Linked DNA regions of Zea mays: region 2 is linked to region 1. The links are chromatin contacts, called in public Hi-C maps. All regions are on one chromosome and are shown on one strand. Each heading gives the region's core, a stretch centred on a gene start, on an enhancer-like site or on the middle of the called end of the contact. The rest is flanking DNA. Distances are from core to core; before and after follow the strand shown.

Region 1 (4,870 bases), core at 743-3,242:
GGACCAAGAGGAAGCGTGGGGGGGACTTATGGAGATGGGGAGCATGGCTAGGGTTTCCCGACTGGGTTGTTGGTTGGCCGGGCCTAGGCTCACAAGGTCTTGGACCATGGTTGATTACGAAGAAATATAAGTTTTTTTGCAAGAGTTGATGACGGTGGTGATATTATATAGTAAAAGAGGTATATATATTAAAATATGTTTTTTCACTTAATATTCCCTTTGTTTTTGTATACTTGTTCATTTTGCCCCGTTTTCATTTCCGACTATTATGAACTCGATCTGTTCCCGGTAAAAAAAACTACAAAAACAGAACACCCATTAGAGCATTTCCAAGAGACTAGTTAAATAGCTCGTCAAGTTAAATTTTGGCTACTTAACACCAAAATAACTTTCTAATAACATACTAACCATCCGACTCTCTAAATTGGATCCCTCTTTAGTCAAATTTGGCTAGCTGACTTGCCAAGTGTGGGATGATGTGTACCCCACATGTCGGTGTGTGGAGAATGTAGTTAGAGAATGAGAATTGGATCCCTCTTTAGTCAAATTTGGCTAGCTGACTTGCCAAGTGTGGGATGATGTGTACCCCACATGTCGTTGTGTGGAGAATGTAGTTAGAGAATGAGAAATAGAGGATATGTTGGGATTAGATGCTATTTAAAATGTAATTTTTATGGAGAGATAAATAAAGAGTGAAATAAAGAGTAAAAAATGGAGAGTCACTTGATGATCTCTTACCGTACGACTTCGTTCTGGTACACTGGCGCCAGGATAGTCCATATGACCATATCGACCAAAGTTGAACGCCCACTACTCATGCCCGGACTTTACCTACCCTTCCACCTAGGGATGGCAGCAGGTCGGATTATGTTTGGGTATAGTAATACCTGACCCGATGTTGTCCCCCGAGTCTTCTACAAATATCCATATCCACCAAGCCAATCGGACGAGAAACTGTACCTGTATCCGTACCCACCGGGTACCGTCGGGTATCGGATATCCGGTGGATATGTTTTTTAGACTACATAACATTTAATTATTGTTATAATAAATGTTAAAATAATTAAGTTTTCATCTAATCAACTATGCAACACTGAGAAAGACAATATTTGACTAATCGGAGGAAACTTGAAGAAAAAGGGACACTGAGGGAAGTTGGAAGGATCATCGGAGGGCGCAGTCAGGGTCACGGGTAGCCGAAGATCGAGCGCGAGACGCTGGAGATCGATCGAGACGCCGGAGTCGGAGGAAGCTTGGGCGGGCTGGGGCGCAGGGTGACGCATGTAGATCCTCGGCGGGGCTGGACGACGTGGTTGCACACTCGCACAATGTCGAATCATGGGCGGGGCAGGGTGCGGTGGTACGGTGAGGTTGCTCAAATATAGAGCTGGTACTCGAGAGGACAGGAGATGAATGGAATTAGAGATAGTGTGGTCGGGTGAGAGTTATGGTTTTTTGGCTCCATCTTTTCATGGGCTTTAAATTTTAGTAAATATAGCCCATTTAAGAATTGATATCTCGAGTATCCACTGGATACTACGGGTAAAATATTATACTCGTACACTATCCAATGTATTTCGATATCCGATCCGAAAGGACGCGTGGATATTTTTTTTACTGATATCCATATTGATCGGGTATTCGTACCCACGGTCTAACTGCCATCCCTACTTCCACACAGCCTCGCCATCCGCGCCAATTCCGGCGCGTTTCTCTGCTCCTCCGCGTCGCCCATGCCGCGGCGCCAACGGATAACACGGGCCGGCCCCTTCTGTGCGACTCCGCGTTAACCGAAAAAAAGATATTATTATATCACATCTCAAGGAAAATGATCATATACACAACGAACACTCCGTTTCTCTCTCTACGACCAAATATCCGATTAACCCCTCTCATATTTTCCCTACCTTCACTGTCCTCCTGGGAAGAAATAGACGGACGGATAGCCCACAGAACGCACGCGCTACCTTTTCTCTCTCTACGACCTTCCCCTTACCTATTCGCCGTCCCTCTCTCCTGCTGCCCTCCCCCCGCCGCCGCCCTACGGCCCACCCCGCCGACGCGCCACCTCCGTATCTCTCTTCCCCGCCTACGCGGGCGGCGGATCTCCGGATCCGCGCGGGGGAGGGAGATCTGGATTGGATGGTCCTCTCCGGCCGCGGCTAGTCCGGCCTGATCTGATCCGACCCGTCCCGGCGGCGCAGTCCGGGCAGGTTGTCTGGGAAATTTCGGACTCGGGCGGTGTTGATCCCGGGGAGAGGTCGTGCCTCGCTCGATCTCCGCATAAAAGCTGTGATTTTGTGGCGGCGCGGCTGCGAGTTACCGGGATTTTCCCAGGGTTTCCGGCGGCCGATCCGCGCTAGTTACGCTATTCTGTTCCGTCAGGGCGGCCTCGTGTTGGGGGCTCGTTTATTTGCCGCGTCCCGGAGGAGGGTTTTGTGTTCTTCTGTCGTTGGCTCCATGGCCAGCGGCTCTGATGCCCCGAAGCAGTATGGAATAACCAAGCCGTTGTCGTTGCTCGGACCGGTGGAGGCCGACCTCCAGAGGACGGAGGAGCTAGAGAAGGTTTGTAATTGATTCAGTTTCATGCCCACAAGTATTGTCTCAATTCTGCGCCTGACGATTTCACATTCTGTCTCAGATTGATATTGTAGTATCTGTTACAGCTACAGTTTTTATGTTGTTGATTCGCAGTTCTTGCTCGAGTCGGGTCTCTATGAGAGCCCTGACGAATCTGCTAGGCGGGAGGAGGTGCTGGGGAAGCTTGACCAGGTAGCTTTCCTTGTTGCCACACGTGTTCTTAATGCACAACATGCCCATGGTTGTCACTTTGCTCAACACATCACTATCCTTCCCTAAGCATGTTCTTTGGGCATTTGCAGATTGTAAAAGACTGGGTAAAACAATTGACTAGTCAGAGAGGATACACTGATCAAATGGTTGAAGAGGCAAATGCTGTACTCTTCACCTTTGGCTCATACCGTCTTGGGGTAATTTTTACCACTTCCCTCTTACTGGCTGCACCTCTTTTGCTCTGTCACCCATCTTTTGTTCATCCATTAGTGGAATCGTGATGGACTGATGTGTACACTTTATATAGTCTTTGTACTTTTGAATTGTGTTTCTATATAGTTTTGATTTGATGCTCCTTTAACAGTGTCCGTGCCCTATTAAAACACAACAATGGAATTTCTTGTACTTGAGGACTAGTTGCAAGTTACAACTGATATGGAAACAGTCTAAATGTTGGGAAGTGGGATTTATGTGGTGTAGGAGTGATGGCATTTATCCAAACCTGCTCTTTTGAGAACGCAATTTAATGAGATAAGAGTCACATTTTTAAAAAAGTAAATTTGCCGACAAGTATCCAACTTAACATGAAGTTCTGCAACTTGTCATGCTACCTTGTGATATGAAGCATGTGCTGGTTGAGAATAAATTTGAGTTTCTGAAGACCTAAACATTGTCCTTGTTAAGCCAACGTATAAATTCAGAATATGCATTCCATAGGGAAATGTGGTTGAGATGAGGCATGTTCGGTTCTTGCACAACAATGTTCCTCATTCATCATTGGCCATAGTTCGAGTTTAATGGTCATGCTCATATCTGGTGGCCGCTAGCCTGGTTTGTATAGATACCTTGATGACCATATTTCATATCACTCTGTTGTGTCACATTGCTGTCAATTAGAAACTGGATCCAAGCTGAATCTTTTGGACGTAGTCATGCTGCTGTCAGATACATAGTGACAAGTGGTAACAAACCATTAATTGCTGGTAACAGCTTCTATAGCCAGTAATAGGTGATTTAAAGTTCTGGTGTGACCTTGTGATTCTAACAAGTATTAGGCCACACAAACACATCTTTTGGGATTTTATAGGTGTGTAGAAACAGGATTAGGTCATCGGACTAGCTCTGTATAAAATCAGGATTGTATTGTAATTTGATATTTGGATTTTCATGATGCTTCTCATCACAAGGCTAGAAGGGCAGGCTTGGTGTAGTGGTGAGAGCTGTCCCACTGTGTCACCAGGTTACGGATTTGAAGCAGCCTTTCTGTATTTGCAACGTCGGTTTATCCCTTCCTCTGGCATTGGGTCTGCCCTTTTTTCTGATTACAAGGCTTTGTCTGTAGAAAATATATAAATTACGTGGGCCTGAACATTTTTTTCTGTAATCCTGCTTTGTGAAAAAAATTCTTAGTACTTATTTCACATAATAATTTGTTTTTTATTTGTATTTCACCTTTGTAGGTTCATGGACCTGGAGCTGATATTGATACCCTCTGTGTTGGACCTTCATATGTGAACCGTGAGGTGATTTTTTTGTTCTGTTATGTTACACAATCGGTGTGGTGGTTTATGTATTAGAGACAGGACTTTACTAACATATGATTTGTTGGCAGGAAGATTTTTTTATTGTACTGCATGGGATATTAGCACAAACAGAGGATGTGACCGAGCTGCAGCCTGTACCTGATGCACATGTCCCTGTTATGAAATTCAAGTTCCATGGAATATCTATTGACCTTCTTTATGCCAGTGTCTCCCTCTTAGTAGTACCAGCTGTAAGTTTCTTACTAGATGTTTTGCCCATTTAATCAATTGTTTAACTGTTCAACTTCGACAGCTTATTTCATGAGGTGTTTGAACTTGTAGTATCATAAAGATTTTTATTTTCAGCTGTTCTTTTAGTGTGACACAGAATACATCCCTTTGTATAAAACATGGTACATGGCAGTGTTTTGTTATGTCTACAGGCGTCGTTCCTACTTTAGAACAATGCATTTGGTGAGGAATTCCTATGACTCACTAGGTGTGTTGGTTGTGTTTATAGCATGGGTAGAATGTCAGAGGTTCCATCGTACAGG
Region 2 (5,200 bases), core at 320-2,819, 250 kb before region 1:
CTTCTGTTTTGGAATCACATACAAAAAAAAACGCGGGCTTTATTAGTACTTTTTAATAGAGGAGGAGGATACTAAGTACATGCGAGACTGCAAACAAAATGGAATCGGCAGTAGGAGTACTATGACAGCTATATATATGTTGCGCTGAAAGACCTCTCGCGTCATGTAGACGTGGGATGACCTCATTAATTAACCAGGACCCGCCACCACAGATGGTTTTCTCGGTACCATGGCTCACAGGTCTTGTTGACGCATGACGGGCTGACGGCACGAGCCATTTGCTTCCCGACCGAGCAAGGGACGTATATCTGCCCTAATGGTGACACCGGTCCCATCAATCGATCGATCAAATCATGGTGGGTACTCTGTAATGATGTTCATGTTCTAGAAGCTTGTATTACTCCATATGATAGGGAAGGAGAAACCACAATCTAGCCAGCCAAAGCCAAAGAACCCTGGGCGCAGCAAACAAGCCAGCTATATGCAGCGGCCTGCTGTGCACGTCGATAGCATGTTCGTTTAGTTTTAATATGTATGGGCTTCTACTATTTGTATAATGTTTTTTTTTAATTAGAATTACAGCAAGTGTAAGTAGACGGCTTTAATATGAAGTAGCCCCATGTATCTCGTACTAGTACGTCGGAGTGATTACGAAAAGTACGTGCCAACTCTACTGTGGATGCATGCGTGGTGTCCACATGGTGGAGTAGTAGCTAGGCAACAGGAAACGAAAGCACGGCACGGCAAATATGTCTAGATAGATAGACGACGTCGAGGTCGAGGGTGGTTGCATATGGGTGCGTCCGTACGTACGCACCTGTCGATGCGGTTGCGGAGCTTCTGGAGGAACCGCTGGTTGTCCTCCTCGGCGACGCGGAAGACGCGCTCGATGAACTCCTGGCGCTCGCCGACGCCGAGCTTCCTCACGTCCACCTCCTTGAAGTGCTGCTGCTGCGGCGGCGGCGGCCGCCGCGTCTTGTCGTCGTCGTCGTCAACCACGGCGGCGTTCTCGGTGGACAGGATGGCGGTGCGCACGCGGCTGTAGGTGGGCAGGCGCTCGATGGCCGCCCAGCGCAGCGCCTCCTCGTCGTCGTCGCCGCCGCCGCCGCCGCCGCCCCGGGACCGGGAGCCGTGCTGCGGCACGAAGGCGTCGTCGACGCCCCACGCCTCCATGCCCATGCCCCGCCCGATGCTCCGGCTCATCCGCCGCCCCGACTCCCACACCTTCTCCATCGCGCTCTCCATGTGATGCGGCCGCCGATATATGCTTCGCTCCAACGTACTAGGTCGGCTACACGGCTGGTGGTTGCCGCGCCGCCCGTACGTGTAGCTAGGAACGGAGCTCCCCCAAGCTAGCTAGAGATTGAATTGGTGGCTAATTTTAAAAGCTAGCGAGCGGCTCTCAAGGCCACCGGCCGCTAGCTAGCTGCTTTCTGCGCATGCATGTGTCAGTGCGGCAGTTGGTGGTGGTGGTGGTGGTGCCGTACGAGCTGCATGAGTTGTGTTTCTGTAAGGAAGAGGGAGGACGGAGTGAGAGTGAGACTCGGAGTGAGCGGGAGGTGGAGGACTAGGAGCGCGCCGTTTATTTATACGCGCTGCTGCGCTCTTGGGTAGGGCTGGAAACGAGCCGAGCCAGGCTTGGTTCGGTGAGGCTCGGTGGAATAGCGAGCAGAGCCAGGCTCGGTTCGATCACTTAGCGAGCTCGGTAACGAGGCTCGGCTCGGCTCGATATAGGCTCGCGAGCCTGTACACTCAAGTACTCAACAACAGTAAATATAGTAATTAACTCAAATTTAAAGCATAATATGTTCCATATAATAAAAATTTATGTCCCTGCACTCTAGTTCCTTGTGAGTTGTGACTAAAACAGCACACTTACACATTGGTCAACGGAGATACAAGTAAGAAGTAGTTTGGACCGAGCCTCGAGCCGGCTCGGCTCGGCTCGTTAGTGTAGCGAGCCATGGAATTAGGCTCGGCTCGGGCTCATTTAGGCTCACGAGCCTCACCGAGCCGAGCCTGATCGAGCCCGAGCCAGCTCGCAAGGCTCGAGCTTTTTTTTCAGCCCTACTCTTGAGCTAGCTGGCGCGCGGGGAAATGGGGGCGCCGCCGCGCCGGGCAGGGAATAGCAGCGCTCTGCGCGCGCGGTTGACCCGAGGGGACCGCGGTGGGTGGACATCGTCCCCAGGGAAACCAACCGACCAGTGCGGGTTGCTGAGGGCGTCGGACGAACCGCGAGCGTCGGTAGGTGGGCACAGCCGGCCCGTGACGGTGAGGGCGGGGCGGGCGGCGGATTCGTCGTGCGGTGGACGTGGCTCGGCAGATCAGAATCAGGTGGCCGGTTGTGCCGCCGTTTCAGGAGCGCAGGTGGCCGGCCGATGACTAGCAGCCGCTGCTACCGTACCGTCACCGTACGTGCCAGCGCCCTCGCTAGCTAGTCCTAGTCGCTTCGCCTGCATTCCGACTTCCGAGCAGTTCAGTGATTACGTACGTGCCAGGTTCTGTAGGTGCACACGACTGCCAGGCACATCGACCTCGCTAGCTACTCGATATATAGTGTCAGTTAGCACGACCGTCGCGTTACGTTCTGTATGCGGAGACAAAGGGAATCACGATACCGTCCATCCAAGAGTGTTTTCTAGCTTTTCTTCCTTTTCGGATAACTGGTCGGCCAATGGTGTGTACGGTGAGCATCTCCAACAAAATACCTCAAAAAAGTGTCCTGTAATTTAAAATATTGCATCATTTAAAATATTATAAAATCCCTAATCGAATTCTAACGTTAAACCCAAAATCATATATTATAGGATGTAAATTATTTATTATGAAAGAAAATATTGAGAATGATATAGAATAAAGGGATTGGACTGTACTATGGAGTAGTATATTATTTGGGTCACTTCATAGTGTGTCATGTATCTTTTTTGATAAAAGTTTGTAAAATGCAGCACAGTTTGTGCCGTTTTTATGGGTTCGACCCTACATTTCAAGGTAGAGTACTGATTTAAGGTATTTGTTGGAGATGCTCTAAAGGTGCTCCATGATATAGGGAAGAATAAAGCTTTAGATGTCTTTCAATTGCTCTCGCATTCCTCGCAATACAACTATCCCTTTACTTTCTGTTCCACTTGGAAAAAAACACCACACTATGATGGTGCAGATTATTGTTGGTGGAGTTCTAAAACCTACCAATTTTTTGGGATGTTGTTGAATTAGGAATGTAGATACCCGATGACGACGACAAGGGGTACAACCCAGTGGAGGTGGAACAAATTGTCCATCGTAACTCGTAAACCATCGTAGTACTTCTTGCTTCTTTGTGTAAGCAGTACAACAAGATGGACGGGTTGGAGAGCGCCAAGAAAATATGGGATACCCACACAATACGGCGCATGAAGGTGATAAGATCACCAAGGTCACCAAGATGGAGTTCCTAGAAGGGGAGCTCGGTCAGTTCGCCATGATCAAGAGAGAAGGGCTACAAGAGATCTACAACCGGCTCAAGAACTTGGTGAACCAAGTGCGCAACCTCGGAAGCAATAAGTGGACGGGTCATGAAGTCATCAAGCTCATGCTAAGGTCCTTTACGTTTCGTAATGCTACTCTTGTAACCTTATTTTGTGAGAATTCTAGGTACAAGAAGATGTCGCTCGAAGATGTGCTTGGGAAGTTCCTAATCCACGCGATGATGGTTAAGGACTCCAAGCTCATCGACGACTTGGCGCAAGGAAACATCACCTCCATTGAGCCACAAATTGTTTCCTTGAAGCCAACAAACGAGGAGGGCCCAAGTAGAAGGAAACCATTGATGTTTTGGGGCTTGACGATGAGGATATGGCCCTCATTATCAAGAGCTTCCAGTAAATCCTAAGGAACCGAAATAGCAAGGGCTACAAGCCCTGTGGTAAGAGGGCTTGCTTCGAATGTGGTAAGACCAACTAGTTTATTGCTAATTGTCCATATGCAAAATATAATGATGACATAAAAGAGGAGAATGGGAAGAAGAAATTCTTCAAGAAGAAGGAGGCGGAGCCCACATCGACAAGGAGTGGGATTCGGATGAGAGCTCCTTCGAGTTCGATGATGAAGGCGTCACCACCCTCGCCTTCAACAAAAGCTCTCTCTTCTCGAAGGTCGACCACACATGCTTCATGGCAAATAAGAGTAAGAAGAAGGTATCCACAAGAACATCTTCTAAATATACTTTCTCTAGTGATGATGATGGTTACAGTGGTTAGAAAGAGATTACTATATTTTTCAAGGGCCTTAGTAGACATCAAATTGCTACAGTGAATGAATTGATTAAGGTCGATAATTAGAAGGATGAACTCTTAGAGAAGCAAGAAGCTATGCTCGTTGATGAGACAAAGAAAAATGAGAAACTTGAAAAGGCCCTAACTCATGAGAAAGAGAAGAATAAAATTTTGACCAATGAGCTAAATGACTGCAATGATTCAATTTTTAGTCTTAAATGTGCAAATAATAATTTTAATGCTAAGATTGTGAAATTAAATGATTGCCATGCATCTACCTCTTCTGTTAAGCATGTTTCTATTTATACTAGATGAAAAGATGTTGATGTTGGTGCTATTATTACATCCCTTTGATCATTGCACGATGTCGAGATGTCATTCTTTAGTAGCAGTCATACCTACAACAAAGGTATGTGTGTTATGTCATATCAACATAAAATGGTGTCCTTGCCATTGGGTATGGTGTAGTTGATAACCGGTGTAGCAACATGTATTTGATCATACTTCATGGTATACTAGCATGCCCACATGTGGCTACAGGGTTGATGCATGTACCGAATAGTGATTTTCGAGTACCTTGGTGTCTAAGTCACGGTGGGTGGCAGGGTGCCTATCAAGCTATAATGGTGCACATCACACATTTGATGTGTCATTCGAGAGCCTTATATGAAGTGTCAGTGTTATGCATATGGGCTCATTAGGAGTATGCCTTAAATATGGCATCCCTACTTTAGGAGCTACAATGCCCTTGGGGCCAGTTACATTCTTCCATCTTATGGGTGGCTTTATATTTAGTTGTTGTAAGAGTCCCTTTGTTCCCCTGGGAGGTTTTAAGCCCTAGGAAGCCATTGGTCTAGTGGTTCTTATTACTTGAGGATGGAGATCTTAGAAACCCGAGGGCTAGAAGAGGATCCAAGCAATTAATAAGTAGTTCTGTCATCATGAGT

Evidence for each region. Hi-C and Micro-C count contacts between places; a contact is called where the count stands out from the background.
Region 2: a Hi-C map of bundle sheath shows a contact between it and region 1, with 2.3 times the contacts expected there. The contact joins the promoter of LOC103629823 here to the promoter of LOC100382126 in region 1. A contact is called at or near these places in 2 of 25 Hi-C or Micro-C datasets (bundle sheath and tassel).

The regions. Positions count from the first base shown.
Region 1 is chr6:115,044,698-115,049,567 of Zm-B73-REFERENCE-NAM-5.0, reverse strand. LOC100382126 reads left to right here and starts at 1,992. Exons shown (of 12, transcript NM_001174887.1): 1 at 1,992-2,565; 2 at 2,695-2,772; 3 at 2,883-2,990; 4 at 4,254-4,316; 5 at 4,406-4,567. The coding sequence starts at 2,461.
Region 2 is chr6:115,295,231-115,300,430 of Zm-B73-REFERENCE-NAM-5.0, reverse strand. It overlaps LOC103629823 (ABC transporter G family member 42), which reads right to left and starts at 1,569. Exons shown (of 21, transcript XM_008650927.3): 1 at 818-1,569. The coding sequence starts at 1,245.